Linked DNA regions of Danio rerio: region 2 is linked to region 1. The links are chromatin contacts, called in public HiCAR-type maps. All regions are on one chromosome and are shown on one strand. Each heading gives the region's core, a stretch centred on a gene start, on an enhancer-like site or on the middle of the called end of the contact. The rest is flanking DNA. Distances are from core to core; before and after follow the strand shown. Region 1 holds the start of cdkn2a/b (cyclin-dependent kinase inhibitor 2A/B (p15, inhibits CDK4)). Region 2 holds the start of LOC141385664.

Region 1 (5,295 bases), core at 2,386-4,885:
CCACACTGAAATGGCTGTGCAGTTATAATAAACAAACAAATAAACAGATTTAGACATATGCATGAAAGCACTGGTAGAGGGAAAAGACGGGATCTTGGGATAATTACAATTGTTTTAGTGCCTTTTACATTAGCAGTAGCAATATCACACAAATATAAGCATGACATAAATAGCTTAAATATAAATACAAGTATTTTGGTTAATAAATGGCTGTCATACCTACAAATAAACGAATGCTGTTTTCCCTATGCAGTTTGTGTGGATATTATTCATTGTACTATATTTGAATTAGCAAATATGTAACTTAGTCAGCAACACGTTTGTTTTTCTAGAATGAAGAACAAAGTGCGTATTTGTAACAAACTTGGATACAAATGTGAGGGGGACAAAAATGCAGGAGTGATTTTTTTTGGACAAGCGTTACCTGCTTCGTTTCCTTTGCATCTACACCGTTTTCTTTTACATCGACGCCTTATTTAACTTTTCTGTCTGTTTTTTTCCTCTCTCTGCCTTTCTAAAAAAATAGAGATTTTAATACACTTTCCTGCACTTAGTTAAACGAGTTATGCATGTAAAATGAAGCGCCTCGTTTTCTATTAGGCTATATATAGTTTTTTAAGGTTAAACTCTTAATTAACATACGGGTTTAGTTTGCACCGGGTATTTGAGTAGCCAGAAAAAAAGAAACAATTATCAATTCAACACTACAGTACAGTTAAGAATAAAGGCTAACAAACATCCCGCACAAACTAAATGTTTCTTTTGTCAGTTAACCCACACAGTTTAACCACACAGAGCTAACAAACAGCTAACCACGTTAAGCAAAATTATTTAAATTATGCCTTGGTATAAATAGAAAGTTTCATTTTTATTAGTCGTACAATATTATAAACTTAATAAAAGCATGTTTAACCGGAAGAAATGAAAAAAGAAAGAGCTCGCCAAAAATATTGGATGTCCTTGCGTTGCAAGCCATTTGATTCAATGTTTGTCGCCATGCTTTTCAGGTTAAAAACAAATAGGTGGATATGTTATTTAATTATTTATTTATCTTTGGACATAATGCTGTCTACACTTTTTATTATGCGAACTATAGGCTAGCATGAGCGTATGATGGTTTGTGTCTGTAGCCTTTTATTGAAGTTCCCATTGACTAGCTAATAATAAATAATAATAATAAATAAACTTAAAAGATACAGAAATAAAATTTTAAATGATTAGAATCTCCAAACTACATGAATGACCATGTGCTATTGAGAATTATAAGTACTTGAGTGCATTAATAAGGTTACCACCTAAAGTAGCCTAGGCTATGCAGTGATGCAGTCTTTAAACATTTTAAACACGATTGAGTAATTCAACCACGTCTACGTTGCCAGTCTGTTGTGCCACATCCACTGGTCGTAAATCGCAGTGATCTTTTGTATTGGGGTCGGCGCCGAAGCGGATTAAAAGCCGCACGGTGTCAATGAATCCGGTTCTGGCAGCGTCGTGCAGAGGTGTGCTCCCTGTGTCGGGGTCAGGCACATTAGGGTCCGCTCCCTGTTCCAGCAGCACAAGAGCCAAAGGTGCGTTACCCATCATCATCACCTGGAGAGGGGGAAAATTGCTGTCTCATGAAAAAATAAACGCCAGTAACGTCATGATGTCACTGTAAAGAAGTTTGTTTAATCAATAATTTTACTGCCATCACTCGAAATCTGGAAAGTAGATACTTTTTGGTTAAATAGGAACGAAAGCAGTGCACATGCTGGCACTGAACATTGCTGTGCATGATGCATTACTCTTTTAGCCTATCAATAAATTATTCACGGGCAGTAAATCAATTAAATGCAACAAATTGTGTTGTAGCTAATTCTTATTTTTCATATGATTAATTATGAAGATTCCTATAATCATTTTAAATAAAATGTATGCCATAAATATGCTTTGTTCACATTTGTGATTTTCTTAAACATCTTTCGTTTAATTGACATTTTTCTGAGGCAATTCATGCTCGTCAGAAGTTTTACAATTGCCTAATCTTTTACGATTTCTGGATGTATGCTGTCCATCTGTTTAAAGTGTGCTAAAAGATATCTATACGCACTTTATTGTAGGCTACCTCTTCGGCTTTTGATGTCCCGTAACCGAGAGCATGAACCGTAAAACCATTGGACATTGTGAAAATTAGATGAAAACTTTCACACCAAATATTATAATAATAGGCCTACACGATTATAAAAACAAGCAAAAATAAGTATGGTCTAAAATATATACTCCATTAGTCTATGACTGTGCTAGTGGTGGCTGATTATTTTGGTCAATATAGGCCAACTGTACAAATGTCAAAATATTAAACGTACATTCGTAAAAACAAGCATGGCAATAAGAGGAAAAGGGTTTTCGCAGTGATGCCCTTCTGGTTCCGCACAGAAAACCTATTACAAAGCTTCCAAAAGAAGTATTTTTATTGTCAAAAAATGAAATAAACATTTTAATAGTTTAAAGGCACATTTTTCAAAAATTTTCTCCATAGATGCAAAAGGTTCTTCTTAAAACCATCGATGCCAACAAAGCTTTCGGGAGTGAATTAGCAAGTAGTGTGCCATTCTTCTCGCACATAGAGATATGATTTAATAGTTTAAAATTTATCTGAAATTAAGATCTATAAAATGTCTTATTTATTTATTGTTATGTATATAAATCTATCTATCTATCTCTTATATATAATTGTAAACATTTGGTTTTTATACACAGTTATAGTACATTGGGACTTTCGTTTTCAATAAGATTTTAGTTTTCTTTGAATAATTTGAACTTTGACAATACATCCAAAACTCCTTGTCTTATTTCGGACTAATTTCTAAGAATGTAGCTATAAGTTAAAATTATAATGTTAAAATTAATGACATTACTAAAAGATAGAAAGTGTTGTTAGTATTATATAGGTTGATAACACGCTATTGGTAAACATGTTTCAGGCCGTTTAAGTAGCCTAAAAGGTTCTTAAACATGCTAAAATGAGTAAAATAAATACACAAATAGCCTAATATTTAAAAAAAAAAAAGAAAAGTAAATCCCATATAGTCAAACAGGTGTGAAAATATGAAATAGCCTAAATTTGTTAAATAATATGACCTTTAATACAAAATAAGTCTTTGAATTGTATGTTACTAATTTAATGTTACATATCTGCAATTAATCTTATTTATTTATTTGCATTTGTTTATTTCCGTTGTTTATTCTTAAAGCGCGTCTAAACCTACCTGTATAGGCGTTCTTCTAAATTTGTTAACCACATTGGCATTCACTCCGTTAGAAAGTAAAAACTGAACATGGGAAATGTTTCCGGTGGCTGCTGCTGTGGTCAGTTCATCCTCGACGTTCATCATCTTTATTGATTTTCGAAATTAATTCGCTTCACAGGTAAAACCAAATGATGATGATACTGCGAAAACAATCAGTTCAACGCTGTAATTTATTTTTATCGGTCTCCATGAATAACATGTTCCAATATAATGCGTAAATAAGCGAAACTGACTCGTTTATCAAAGTGTTGTGTCTTAAAATAATTTTTCGTAGCGAGATATTTGTTCGGACTTGTCTCTGTCATAAACGTCACAGCAAAACCGTGGTGCAGTACTGTCATACTGCGCCTGCGCACAACAGCTGAGTCAGGAAGACATGAGTTTACGACACAGTAGGAGAGGCTGCAGAGAAACAGAAATTAGGTTCTGCTAATGTTTTATGGCTAATGTAACTGGCATTAGCCTGCTTTTAGATCACAAGAAGTTTTTTTATTCTTTTTTTCGGGTACATAAGCATATCACAACGCTAATTATGCTAACATAATTGGGTTTTGTGCCATGGAGAAGTTACTCTTCGGGAATAGGCTAACGTTACCAGGAAAAATCTCTCGTTTTTCAAGAGTAAAGTTATTTTATGGATTTTGATTAAGACGCGATGTTAGCTAGGCCTGTAGAGATTAAGTTTGACTTGGCTACTTTAAAGTATATTATTTAGCCATTATGCTGTGTGGGGCGCTTAAGTTAAACTATATTTTTGATCCACATAAATTATAACAAAAAAGCATATACATACATTCGTGGTAGCCTATATTTATATTTTTTTCATAATGGTTGTTCTGTTTTTGATTGTAGATGAACATAAATCTATTTTCTGCACGATAGAAAGGACGCGAATGGCCATAATTTTGCCCAAACATCGTCTGACTTACAGTTTTGTAATGCTATTTCCCCATCACACGACTGTAGCTAAACTATAGCCTGTATCCAGAAACAAGGTATTAAACAATTGTAGCAAATAGTTTTTAATTTTAGCAGTGAGTTTGTTGCCTCTCTAATACGTTGAAAATAAGTAAAAAGATAAAGGGTCCTGTGGCTGTGTAGATCATTTACATAAAGTAAAAATCACATTCTGAGATGCACCTGTTTAAAATGAAGAACAGTGTGCTTTTGTATTTAATTTTCTAACTTATTCATGTTTTGATGTTGTTAACATGTTAATAATATTGGTTAATGTGCATGCAAAATAGATACTAAAATATGAAATAGTAAATAAAATAATCATAACAAACCAACGCAGTACAATATTAAAGAAAAAAAATAGTTGGCAAAGCCCCACTGGCTAAGTGTTAATAATAGAAAATTTAATTTAAATGTCATAGAAGCAACGATTAAAAATGAATTATTTTACTTAGTTTTGTTGAATAGATATTAAACAACATGTAGAAATAGAATAGTTGAACTATGTAACTAAAAGATATCCTGCACAAAGTTTACTTCACAACTCCAGTAAATAGGCATGAGCATTTTAATATTTAATACCACAGTTGAAATTCCTACATTAAAAGGGGGAAAAAAGAAGTTTTGATTTGATTTATTTATTTTGGATCAAAAATATACATAAAATATCATAAAAAAATAAAATAAAATAAAAAACATTTTCGAAAATGGACTGGGATGAAGCACAAGCCTATTATTTTCCCACCCCGTTACCACATACTTCATTCGTCTATTACTTAAACCTATTTCTTCTTTCACTCATCTCTTTTTTTTACATGAGACATATTTTATCCTTTTGGCATCTTTGACATGTTTAAATCCATTTGTACCTTTACATTTTGTAACATAGACCTAAAAAAAAAACAAAAAAAAAACATAGTACTGCAAATAGCCATTAATTAAAGTTTCATCATACCATTTTCAATCACCTTCATCATTATATTCCTTTTATAATATATATTTATTTATACAACTTTTTAAACTGATTACCATGCTGACATTGTTTGAG
Region 2 (4,908 bases), core at 50-2,549, 190 kb after region 1:
CCTAAAAGACAACTGGGTGCCAACACTGTGTAAAGATGTGTGAAAAGGTTCTGTCTGGCAAGCTACATCCACCTTGTTGCTCTTTGTCGACGTCGTGGCCTTTGTAAGAAAACATACATGTTTTAAAATGACCTTTATTTGATTAAAACATACCGATCTTATTGTAAACAACTGCAGACCACGTGCAAGTACAGTGGAAAAAAATTACAATAAACATCCCACATACAAAACAAACTTTAGCTGTAACTTAGTCAGTGGTAATGCTTTATTACAATGTTTAATTTTTTCTACGGTTTCTGTTTCTGATGGCTAAAACCCCTTTATGTACACATTACCACTTAAAGATTCGAGTATTTAGACTGTTTTAGAAAAGCACAATAGCTGTAAACGCGCAAACATCCGAAGTAGCTTTAGCCGCAGATGCTATTTATTTCTGCTTAACATTACAGTATACACATTACAACAAACATCCCACATAAACAACAAACTTTAGCTGTAGCCAGTACTGGTTACTGCTTTATTACAATGTTTATATTTTTCTATGGTTTCTGTTTCTAATGGCTAAAAGCCCTTCTTGTACACACTACCACTTATAGCTTCGATTATTTAGATTGTTTTAGAAAAGCATAATAGCAGTGAACACGTGCAAACAAACATCCGAAGCAACTTTAGCGGCTTTTAACTTTTAGATGTTATTCATTTCGGCTTACGATTACAGTACAACAAACATTTAACAACAACAAACTTTAGCTGTAGCCAGTGGTACTGCTTTTTACAATGTTGCTATTTTTCTACGGTTTCTGTTCCTAATGGCTAAACCCCCTTCATGTACACACTACCATATGCAGCTTCGAGTATTTAGACTGTTTTTGAAAAGCACAATAAGAGGTAAACACGTGCAAACAAACATCCGAAGCTACTTTAGCCGCAGATGCTATTCATCGGCTTAACATAATTAGAATACTAAGGCTAGAAGTACATAAAATGTAATACTTACTTGAAGTGAGACAGGATCACGTATTGTAGGAACTGATCCAGTTTTCAAAAACAATTTACTCGCGAATCCGGAGTTGTATTGTCCCGCGTTCTCGAGGCAGTCTACGCTAAAGTGGTTAGCGCAAACATACAACAGTTTTGGTACATTTTCAGGCACCTTGTCTTCAAAGATAAAACTCAGCCACTTAAGCCTCTGTTGCTCATTTGCAGGAAGACGGTGAAGGCTCTTGTGCTGAGCCTTACATCCTAAAATAGCACAAGGGTGTTCTCTCGGTGGCATCGCTTCGACGTTCACGCTGATAATGGCGGAAACGGCAAACGCAGGATATGTTAATACGCGCAGCTGTCAATCAATTCGGTGGGCGGGGGGAATCGCACACCTACGTAATGGTGCGATCGATTTGAAAACAGCTCCAATTGGCCGACCCTTTTTTTTGTAGTTAAATTGAAAAAAAAGGACTGGGTGTGTTCATATCACCCCAGTATGATGGTCTATACACTATACCAACACACAGATCTGTCCAAACAGCTTGAAAAGAAGATTTTTTACAATAGGTGCCCTTTAAAATATTTAACAGTTTTGTTTCTTTACCTACAGTTTTCTTTTTTTAACAACTAATAAGAACATTCTCATTTTTTCAGGACATTTATAAGCAAATGTTCATTTTGTTACTGTAACTTTCTGTCAGGCTGATCTGATTTTGTCTTTGTTTCTTTGACTTTTATCAACAGATTTCAATCATCGGCAACATACAGTAAGCCTAAAATTTCTAAACATACTTGTGCACACCTGTCTTGTGCACAAACCTGAAACTGACAGCACTAACTAATGGATCCACTTAATGGCAACACCAACACATGAGCTTATCATTTTATGAAATGTTCAATGACAAGGACTAAAAATGCTAAACGGGTTGCTATTTGCTGGTTGACAGATTTAGGAGCTTTGCAGTCTGCCCTATATCATCTTTCTCTGCTCATTTTTAAGCATATATACAATTTAATACATGTTTGGCATATATTAACCTTTGAAATAAACCTAAACAATAGAAAAGCATTCATGAAAGAAAGAAAGAAAGAAAGAAAGAAAGAAAAAAAGAAAGAAAGAAAGAAAGAAAGAAAGCATTGAACAGCACTCCAGCTTGAAGAGAAGTGAGAGTTGTAAATATTGCTGCATCTTGTTATTAGAATGCACTCATAGACCCTTTTCACATTTCCGGGGTTTTCAGCAGTGGAAGTGATCATAGTTGGGAAAACTTAGAGGGCAGCGAATGGGAGAATACACCTTTTTTTTTTATAATCCTTATTGCTCAAATAATAAAGGAAAAACTCTACAAAGATGTTATAAAGACTTTCTGAAAAAAAGAACAAATTGTGTGAATCTTGAAATAAAGAAGATAGAATACATACATACATACATAAATACAGTTGAAAGCAGAAGTTTTACATGCACTCTGAAAAAAGGAACATAACCATTTTTAAAAAAAATGTCTGGTGTTAAATCATACTAAACGTTTACTATTTTAGGTCCATTAGGATTACCTAAATGATTTACATTTGCTGAATGCCAGAATAATGAGAGCTTTTTTCTTCTTATTATTATTATTAATTTATAGATTATATACATTTCCTTGGTATTTTTTTAGCTTTGCTTTTAAACTGTATAACTTTGCTCAAATGTTCTGGGTATCCTTCCACATGCTTCTCACAATAGTTTGAAGGAATTTTGGCCCATTCCTCCTGACAGAATTGGTGTGAATGAGTTAGACTTGCTCACACAAGATTTTTCAACTCTGCCCACAAGTTTTCTATAGGATTGAGCTCAAGGCTTTGTAAAGGCCACTCCAAAACATTCATTCTGTTGTCCTTAAAGCAACTTTTAAATCATTTGGCAGTATGCTTGGGGTCATGGTCCCAGAACTGGCAAACACCCACACAGTCTCTCATTCACACACATTCATTTACAACAACCAATTTTGTTCACCCAATTCACCTATAGCGCATGTCTTTGGACTGTAGGGGGAAACCTGAGCACCCGGAGGAAACCCACACGAACATGCAAACTCCACACAGAAATGCCAACTGACTCAGCCGGGACTCAAATAAGCGACCTTCTTGCTGTGAAGCGACAGTGCTAACCACTGAGCCATCATGCCACCCTATGAACATTTCTTGTAACCCTAAAACATTCACTATCACTGTCATCAACATACACACACACACACCATCATCTCTCACTCATCATCTATCATTTTCTCACACATACACCATCCTTTCACACACACACTATCCCTCACACACACCATTCTATCAACCATGCATTATACTTTTTTCTCCCTCTCACACACACCATCCTGTTACATGCAGACTAGCACTCACACACTTCTCACTTACACATTATATCTCTCATACACATAACATGACACACTTTCCTTTTCTCTCTCTCTCTCTCTCTCTCTCTCTCTTTCACACACACACACACACACACACACACACACACACACACACACACACACACACACACACACACACACACACACACACACACATATACAATCCTTCACACTAACTTCTCTCTCTCACACACACACACACACACACACACACATGCTTTCCACACACACACACACACATACTTTCCATGCTGTCACATACATGCTATTATTCTCCCGTATACACACCATACGCTTACATATGCACAGACACATGCACACACAAACACATAAAGGAAAAAAAAAACAGCATTTAAATAATTGTGTCCTCTTTTAGCATGTAGCATACTAATGTCATTGTGCATTCTGCTAGCTGGTGGTGGATTTCAGGAGAGAGAAGCGAGAACACACCCCCATAACCATCAGTCGGACACCAGTGGAGAGAGTCAGCACTTTCAAGTTTCTCTGAGTCCACATCACTGAGGATTTGACATGGACTGCTCATACAGACGCAGTGTTGAGGAAGGCACAACAACCCCTCTTCTTCCTCTGGTGTCTCAGGAGGTTTGTAATAAGCCCCCACATCCTCCGCTCGTTCTACACCTGCATTGTGGAGAGCATGCTGTCTGGCTGTATCACCACCTGGTACAGAAATAGCACCAGGAGCAATCGCAAAGGCCTACTGTACATAGGATTGTGCGAACTGCGGGATGCATAATAGGAGGTGAGCTTCCCTCCCTTCAGGACATCTACACCAGGCGGCGCATGAGGAAAGCCAAGAGAATTATCAATGACTCCAGTCACCCAAGCCAAAGACTTTTCTCTCTGCTACACTCAGACAGACATTTCCGCAGCATACGATCACGCACCAGCCGGCTGAAGAAAGCTTCTTTCCTCAGACTATTAGGCTGATGAACAGTAAACACACCTCACACCAGGCCCGTGCAGAGACTGTCCAAACAAAGGGCATGTGCAGGATACATTTTTTAAGAGGAGGGGGGGGGGGTGGTGGTGTTGTTGTTGTCGCGCGGGTACTGAAGAGCGGTGTTGTCGCGCGCCTACTGAAGGGCGGGACGGAGGGTGTGTCGCGTCGTGGGGGCACTTTTGATCATTTTGGAAGGGCACTTTCTATCCAAGACTAAAAAGGGCATGTGCTCTGCACAGGTTGAGCCCTATGTGTGCACGTGCCTGCCTCACATAGACTCTACCATACCCCTCACTGCACACCATCAATATGTAGCATGCACTGCACTTTAACTAATCCATACTTGAAACAATACTGCCTACAACTACGTGGACACCTATTCATTGCACATATCGCTGTCAATTTCACATTGTCGTTGTATTTGCACTGTCTGTATTTTGCACTGTCATTGTATTTGCACTATCATTTTATACTGTCTGGAGCCAGCACCTAAGCTTTTCACTCATCATAGCACATGTGCTGCTGATGATGTGACAATAAAAGTGATTTGATTGA

Evidence for each region. HiCAR-type assays count read pairs that join an accessible place to other places.
Region 2: a HiCAR-type map of caudal fin shows a contact between it and region 1, with 5 times the contacts expected there. The contact joins the promoter of LOC141385664 here to the promoter of cdkn2a/b in region 1. A contact is called at or near these places in 3 of 18 Hi-C or Micro-C datasets (caudal fin, hematopoietic stem cells and an unstated tissue) and 1 of 4 datasets of contacts at active chromatin or transcription factors (caudal fin).

What each region holds. Positions count from the first base shown.
Region 1 is chr1:27,775,279-27,780,573 of GRCz12tu, forward strand. It overlaps cdkn2a/b (cyclin-dependent kinase inhibitor 2A/B (p15, inhibits CDK4)), which reads right to left and starts at 3,636. Exons shown (of 2, transcript XM_002660468.7): 1 at 3,249-3,636; 2 at 77-1,590. The coding sequence starts at 3,374. The coding sequence ends at 1,339. All of the region lies in intron 3 of LOC137490010, which reads left to right. mtap (methylthioadenosine phosphorylase) reads left to right here. Exons shown (of 8, transcript NM_200554.1): 8 at 1-225.
Region 2 is chr1:27,969,125-27,974,032 of GRCz12tu, forward strand. LOC141385664 reads right to left here and starts at 1,300. Exons shown (of 9, transcript XM_073951623.1): 1 at 998-1,300; 2 at 1-99. The coding sequence starts at 1,276. The region is part of intron 3 of LOC137490010; the gene reads left to right.